2 separate regions of the Sus scrofa genome follow, and region 1 is linked to region 2. The links are chromatin contacts, called in public HiChIP or PLAC-seq maps. All regions are on one chromosome and are shown on one strand. Each heading gives the region's core, a stretch centred on a gene start, on an enhancer-like site or on the middle of the called end of the contact. The rest is flanking DNA. Distances are from core to core; before and after follow the strand shown. Region 1 holds the start of MED20 (mediator complex subunit 20). Region 2 holds the start of LOC100737927 (adenylate cyclase type 10).

Region 1 (3,532 bases), core at 746-3,245, 660 kb before region 2:
AACATGGCTCACAGGGCAAATGAAAGATGAGATCTGAGACCTGGACTAAACAAGCAACTTGGAGGTCAATACTCCCAGCCTAGTAAGGAAAAACTGACCCTCTTTTAATTAATCTCTTTCCCTCTTTAGCCCTTAAACGGTATCCTTCTTTCTGCTCAGAGCAGAAACTCCCCCGTTTCAGGTCTTGTAACTGAGCAGAGCCCCATGGGGCTCCTGGGCACAAGCCTTTCTGTGTCATCCATTTCTTGTTTTGGGAAATAAACTTCAGCCTCCATGACCTTCTCAGAGTTCCAAAGGGCAGGTTCACACAGTTGCTAATCAGGGGAGGGTGAGGATGCAGAGACTGGGGAGGAACAGTTAAAAGACAATAGTACAGGAATTCCTTTTGTGACTCCGTGGTAATGAACCCAACCAGCATCCAGGATGCGGGTTTGATCCCTGGCCTTGGAGGATCTGGTGTTGCCATGAGCTGTGATGCATGTCACAGACATGGCTTGGATCTGGCATTGCTGTGGCTGTGGTGTAGGTCAGCAGCTGCAGCTCTGACTGGACCCCTAGCTCAGGAACCTCCATATGCCACAGGTGCGGTCCTAAAAAGCAAAAAAAAAAAAAAACAAAAAACAGAGACAATAGTGCAACCTTGGGGCAGGTCCAGATTCCTCCTCAAGGAATATACATAGTATCTTTGAGCCCTTCTGCAGAACTATTACTTGATGAAGTATGAAGCATTCTTCAGTGGAAAAAAGGAGGACCACCAGAACCAGTCCTGGGGCCACTAAACAGGAGCGTGAGAAACCGTGCAAGTTTGCCTCGACCCTGGTCCTTAACTGCGGCTCTATTTTCCACTCTTACACTGTAAAACCATCTCCTAATCTCTCTCAAGGGGACCATAGTCTTTAGGGCACTAACCTGCTCTGGCCCTCCTTTGGCAGAGCAATAGAGATATCTTTTTCTTCTTCACCCAAAACCCTGTCTCTGTGCTTCAACTGGGCATCGGAGGACAGAGACAGAGTTTTGGCAACACTACCTGCCTCATATCCTAGCTCCCCTCCTCGCACCGGTTTCCTCCGTGCTACCTGAGATTCTGTCTCCCGGGCCTAGGTCCTAATTTTGCTCCAAATAAAACTTAACTCTCAACTTTTAGGTGAAGGTCTCCAGCCACCCTAAATCCGGCCAGGGCTGGGTCTCCCATTCCATTACCTTTGCTAGAGTGTAATACGCCCCCCTGGGTTTTTTTTTTTTTTTTTAATTCCAAACTATTATCCTGCCGGACACTTTTCAGCCTACCACTACCAACTACCCATCCTCTTTCTCGCACCCACTCTCGCTACTCACCCAGCCGCGTGGTGCGATCTTGAGGTGCCGCCGGCCTGTCCCCGGTCCCATGCTCAGCCTCGAGCTCCTCTTGCTGCTGCCGCGCTTGTTGCAAAATCCGTCGGGTCAGCCGAGGCCCCACGTACTCCTCCTCCTCTTCTCCGGTTCCGCGACCCCGCCGCTTTTCCCGGGTCCCCGCCCGCACCGCATTCCCAGCCAGGATTTGGTCGGCCAGGGGCGCATGCTTTTCCTGACCCTCGGCCCCGCGGGCGGCCTTGAGTTTGGGCATTTCGCTAGAAAACCTCGCCGGGAAGTTTCACATGTGGGGACAGAGGAAAAGCTCTGAGTGCGCCGGCGCAGGGAACTCCCCAGAGGCCAGACGGTGATTACAGCGCCCCCTGGTGTTCGGAGGCCGGACCTGCCACCATCCCCGCCCCACCCCCTGATAGAGCTCCTGAGTCCTGGAGCTGGACTCCCGAATAAACTCATTGCAATTAACATCGCCTTCTCTAAGCAGTGGCAGTCCAAGCCACGCTTTCTTAGCTTCATGAATCTAGGCCCGGGGTGATTTGTCGAATAGGAAGTCCCCGAGCTGCAAGCCTAGGGGGCGGAGCCCTGCAGTGACGTCACTGGAGGCGCCTGTACGCCCCGTTCCTCGTGGCCGCCGAAGGGACTCGCACTTTTTACGTTATTTCCGGAGCACCTCCTACTACCGAAGCTTTCGTTAGGTCGGTGGTTTCACCTCGCGTGGGCTGCAGCAGAGCACTGCGTATCAGCTGTTCAGTACTGTCATCTTCCTGGCCTAACATCATGGGAGTGACTTGGTAGGACTTCAAGGGATTTCGTGGGGCGAAGCTTGGGGTGGTGAAGGGCCGGTGGAGCCTCCAGTGTCCCCGAGAGGAGGATCGGGATCAGGGTCTGAGAGAGATGCCCTCGAGTTGTGTGGGTGAGGGGACCACTGTGAGGGCTGCGAAATCTGCGGGCCTTTTTCCTCGGAGATGCGCCCCTTCTTTCTCAAAGGTGGCAGGTTAAAAATTTTTATCTTAAGAATCCACCAGTGGTCGCGTACCTCCTTCCGTTTTTCTTGGTATATTCTTCCTGCTCGTCATCCCACAGTACTGCCTGGGGTCGGAAATAGTATGTCGGGTTTAGGACCCATCTGCAGTCAAGGTTGGATGGGTTGTGGGGAGGGAGATAGACAACATTGAAGGCAGTATCTTTTTTAGGTTTTTGCCCTTCCCTATGGCCACTAAATGCAGTTAGACCAGCCTGTGTCTAGTTCTAATTTGGCCATTTTAAGATCTCGGGTCTAGAGGGGGAAAAAAAGAAGCTATTGGGAGTTAGGAGATTGGGATGTTAGGCACATCACCTCCTCAGAACCTGTTTCCTACTATGTTTAATTACATGCTTGGTTTAGTTTCTGTGGACTTAATATCTGTAACGTGTTATGAGTCAGAGTGCAGGGAAATATGGGCCTCATGCTCTTGGAGGCATTAGTTCCAAAATGCTAGATTTCAGGGCTTAAAAGAAAAAAAAAAAAAAAGGTATCTGGAGCATCTTTCCAATCAGAGAGGGCTAGAGGCCAGGGTATCAGGAGTCAGTGGCTATAGAGTCTTCATATAAGAAAAGAGCCTGTGGGAATTCTTCCTCCCAGTCACCCAAGTCTTGCACACTTGTCAGTGACTGCACATTTGCTTCCTGCAGTTGACATCATGAGCCTCTTTGGAAGTCTTTTAGTGTAAGGAGGATGTGAAGAATGGAGATGAAAAGTTTCCTCCGCAGAGGCATGGAATCCTGGAAGCCCCTGTTGTTTTTTTCTTTTCTTTTTTAAATTAAAATATAGTTGATTTACAACATTGTGTCAGTTTCTGCTGTGAGGCCCCTGTTGTTGTTTTTGTTTTTGTTTTTGTTTTCTTTTTTCTTTTTTTCTTTTTAGGGCTGTTCCTACAGCTTTTTTTTTTTCTTCTTCTTTTTTTCTTTTTAGGGCCGTTCCTGTGTCACATGGAAGTTCCCAGGCTAGAGGTTGAATCAGAGCTGTGGCTGCCAGCCTGTGCCACAGCAATGCCAGATCCGAGCTGCATCTGCAACCTACACTACAGCTCATGGCACCGCCAGATCCTTAACCCACTGAGCGAGGCTAGGTGATCGAACCCATATCCTCATGGATACTGGTCACATTCTTAACCCGCTGAGCCACGAGCAGAACTCCGAAGCCCCT
Region 2 (3,925 bases), core at 918-3,417:
TTGTGTGAAAGGAGTTCCTATTATGGTGCAGCGGAAACAAATCCGACTAGAGACCATGAGGTTGTGGGTTTGATCCCTGGCCTCACTCAGTGGTTAAGGATCCAGCATTGCTGTGGCTGTGGCGTAGGTCGGCAGTTGTAGCTCTGATTGGACCCCTAGCCTGGGACCCTCCATATGTTGCAGATGTGGCCCTAAAAAGCAAAACAAACAAAAAACTCCCCGCAAAAACTTGATGAGATCAGCGGAAAGACTTATACTTGTTCCTCAGGGGTAAGGGGTGATTCACATAGCCATTTATATGGCTAAAGTAGATGCCGCAAAGTAACTATTGTGGTGACTCTTGGAATGATAGCCAGAACTCTATGGGACACTGTCAGTAAAGGAAGGGAATATTTTATTAGTACTAAAGGGTATAGGACCAATTTGTTAGGTAGACCTAACTAGACTGAAAGCTCCTTGAAGAGCAGGGTTTTGCACTCCCTGCGCCTATTACAGTGTATGTCATAGGGCAGGTACTCAAAACATGTTTACTGTACAAACAAAAAGGTTTCTTTTCCCCCCAGATTAAGCAAGAAAGAAAGAATACTCATTCTTACCTCACAGGGGATCAAAATGCAATAACAGAATGGGAAGGTGTTTTATAAATTACATCTTATATACACACAAGAGGCCCATTATATTCTGGTTAGAAGACACAAACTGAGGGACACCTTATTTACTAATTAATACAAACATGCAAAGTACAAATTAAAATTAGCATTTTTCCCCCTTTCTGAACACTGAGTCAACAGATGTGAGATTGAGGAGAATGACAGATACAGGCAAAGATCTAGCTTGTTCGTGGCAAACCTGAAGAAATAAAAGAGGAGTGACAGCAAAGGAATGACCCTTTAGTATCTGTTTTAAAGTACCCCAGGCGTCCTTGTGTTGCAAACCCTCAGGAGCCCAGCACACCTCCTTGCTCCCCTACAGTGGTCACTCACGCTCCACGATGTCACTAATGTAATAGCTGAAGATGTGGGCCAGTTTGTCCATGTCATGTTCCAACTTGCAGCTCAGGCTGAACCTGTCCATTAATGCTGTAAACCCTGACCAACAAAGCACAAATGACTACGTTAGCTGCAAATCCTAAACTTTTAACCCCTAACCCCTCCACACATCAGGCCAGTGTGAAGGAAGCATATCTCTTCAAGATGAGTAATTTCATTATCCTTGCTAAGTTCCTTAGCAAGTACTCAGAGCCAGGCTGATTGCTGCTGCCTCTGGGAGTGCAGAGCAGCCCCCCCGCCCCCACGTTTCTAGAAGCTGCAGATGGTGAAGATTCATCCACAAGTGACTTTTTCCTCAGAATCCAGTTACTCCTTTCCCATCATACCCTCTTAAGACTCCCTGGCCAAGGGAAACGACAGGATTCTCTTGCTCTGTGAGGGAGAGAGAAATCACTGACAAGGAGAATGGATTAAAAACCTTTATGGAGAACTTAAAATGGTGAGCTGAGCTCCTTGAGGACAGGCACCTGAATCACTCATCTTTATATCCATGACACATAAAACTCCATAAATATCTGTTAAATGAAGGCCTCTCATAGTAGCTACTAAGTCTTTTAACTCCTAGAATAAAGGCAGGCACATACTTATAGACCCAAAGAAGGAATTACTGAGCAAATAAAATCATTGGATTAGGTGGATGCTTACTGGGAAATGTTCGGGATTGGGGGAAAACTTGGGTTCAAAACCTGTTATGGCTTTAAAGTCCTTTCTCCTTTCTGAGCCTCAATTTCACCATTTCTGAAGTGAACTCGGGATACATAAGGTCGTCCCGAAAGGCGTCCTCCTGCTCTGAAAATGACCCTGTTTCCCGCGGAGGCAGCGGAAAGTGCAGTGAAAGAGCGCCTTAGCTCGCTCCGGGGCCAGGCCGGTAACTGCCGAGGCCTCTACGAGCTGAGGCCCAACGGCTGCCCCTCCTGCAGGCCGGGGAGAGCGACGCTCCTCCCCTTGTCCTCACCCGTCACGTGGACGCCAAGGAGGACGCCCTGGGCCGTGGCGAGCTCGGGTTCTGATCCCCCGGGCTTCCTGAAAACCAGCAGGTCGGGCAGCAGCGCCGCCAAGCGGGCCTCTACTGGCCACTGAGGCGGCACCGCCTCCCGCTCGCCGGTCGCCATGGCGGCGGCGGGGCTGCCCGCCAAGCTACCGGAAACAAGTTTACTCCGAATAGTAGCCAATCCGCAACCACGGCCCTTACGGTCCCTCCCACCAACCAATCAGCGCGGGGATCCTTGGGTCAGTACCAATGGAAAGCCGCCGGAGGCCCCGCCCCAGCTGCTTCCCATTGCCTTTTTCCCTCGCTCTGGCTTCCGGGGGGGAGGGGCGGAAGGCGGGCAAGGGCGGAGCATATAGTTAATAGCTGAAATTTTTGATCTCCTTGAAAACTGGTGATCCTTCCACGACGAAACTAATCACCTGGGATAAATTCAGTAGGGTGGTCTTTTCCCCTTACCACTAAAGTAGGAATTTCGTTTCTAGGTCGTCTTTTTAGTTTTCTAAGGACAAGCAAATTCAGGATACTTTTTAAATACACACCGAAGCTATTTAACAGTCCTTTTCCTTGTTAGGAAGTTTCTTCCACTTCTGTTGTCTGCCAGGATGGATCACTGGATCTCATGGGATGCTCCCCGGGGGCGTTTTTTCTCAAGTAAGTCCCTGACTTGAGTGTGAAAATGGCACATCTGAAGCTGCCAGTCCATTGCTCAGATTTGTGAATACAAAACAATAAAAGGATGAGCATGTTGTGATTTCTAACCATCAGAAAATGCATGTTTTTTAACATAAATAAAAACAATCTAAAAATTACGTCTTCACTTCTTTAGTTCTACAACACACCATAAATTGAGGCTGTTTTGGTGAAAACTAAAGGGCTAATCTTACTAATGGAATTACTTTCATTATGTTTTCATTAACACTTGCAGTGAGAAGACCAAATGTATGATCAGCCCACAGATGTCAGAATCTCCTTAGTAGGGTGGGAGGACCAAAAGGGAAGGAAAAGAGACCAAGGGGAGATACACAGCTGAGATGCTGGACAACCTCTGTAAGTTTGACACACTGTCCACAGAACTTGCATGTGTATTTATGGTTTACCAACCATTATAAACATAACCCAAGGGATGTAGACTCCTCAAAACTCAAGACACTTTTTAGCATTTTTATAAATTTATTTATTTTAAAAAATAACAATTGAAATGACATCAATGATCCATCACCTGTGCTCCCCTACTGCTGGGAGGAAAAAAACCTGTGTAGTTTAGTCCCAAAGGAAAATCAAGACATTATTATCAGGCACTCATTAGCCAGAAAAATGCTCTGTTGGTCCAGTGGTAGAGACACTGACATGTTCGATGTACCAGTGCAATTAAAATATATACATTTACAATTATCCTGCAAAAAAAAAAACCAAAAAACAAAAAAACCAAACCCAAGAAACACTCAAGAAGTGAAAGAACTACACATTAAACTAGTTATTCACTCATCCATTCATTCTTTTTGCATCTATGAAGTAATCACTACAGTCTCAAGGACAAATGGATAAAAGAATTTCTAGCAACAAAGAAAAAAAATCCAAACTTCAGTCCCACTTTGTGGGTTATTACGTGCTAAAATGACCACAATAAAGGGGCCATGAGCTACCTGAAATGCAATGACAAAATGACAACTGATGCATTTCATTTCAAATAAACCAAACTCAAACTCATGAAAAAAAAAAAAAAAAACCCAAAAAACAAAACCCACCCCCCCACAACAAAAATGAGGTTGGTATTATTATGTACAAACTTACAGACACAAATAAATAGCATTTTAGAACTAGGTGTTGGCTTAAGTACTAGAAATTAGATCTGAGTAATTTCTTTCTGAACTCTGCATGAGTATTA

Evidence for each region. HiChIP or PLAC-seq counts read pairs in DNA pulled down with a chosen protein or histone mark.
Region 1: a contact with region 2 is called in an H3K27ac HiChIP or PLAC-seq map of alveolar macrophages. The contact joins the promoter of MED20 here to the promoter of LOC100737927 in region 2. A contact is called at or near these places in 1 of 5 promoter capture datasets (liver) and 1 of 2 datasets of contacts at active chromatin or transcription factors (alveolar macrophages).

What each region holds. Positions count from the first base shown.
Region 1 is chr7:37,072,613-37,076,144 of Sscrofa11.1, reverse strand. MED20 (mediator complex subunit 20) reads left to right here and starts at 1,995. Exons shown (of 4, transcript NM_001206352.1): 1 at 1,995-2,138. The coding sequence starts at 2,125. It overlaps BYSL (bystin like), which reads right to left and starts at 1,628. Exons shown (of 7, transcript NM_001130731.1): 1 at 1,336-1,628. The coding sequence starts at 1,603.
Region 2 is chr7:36,408,761-36,412,685 of Sscrofa11.1, reverse strand. It overlaps LOC100737927 (adenylate cyclase type 10), which reads right to left and starts at 2,167. Exons shown (of 32, transcript XM_021098668.1): 1 at 2,005-2,167; 2 at 984-1,088. The coding sequence starts at 2,161. It also overlaps a transcript of NFYA not described here.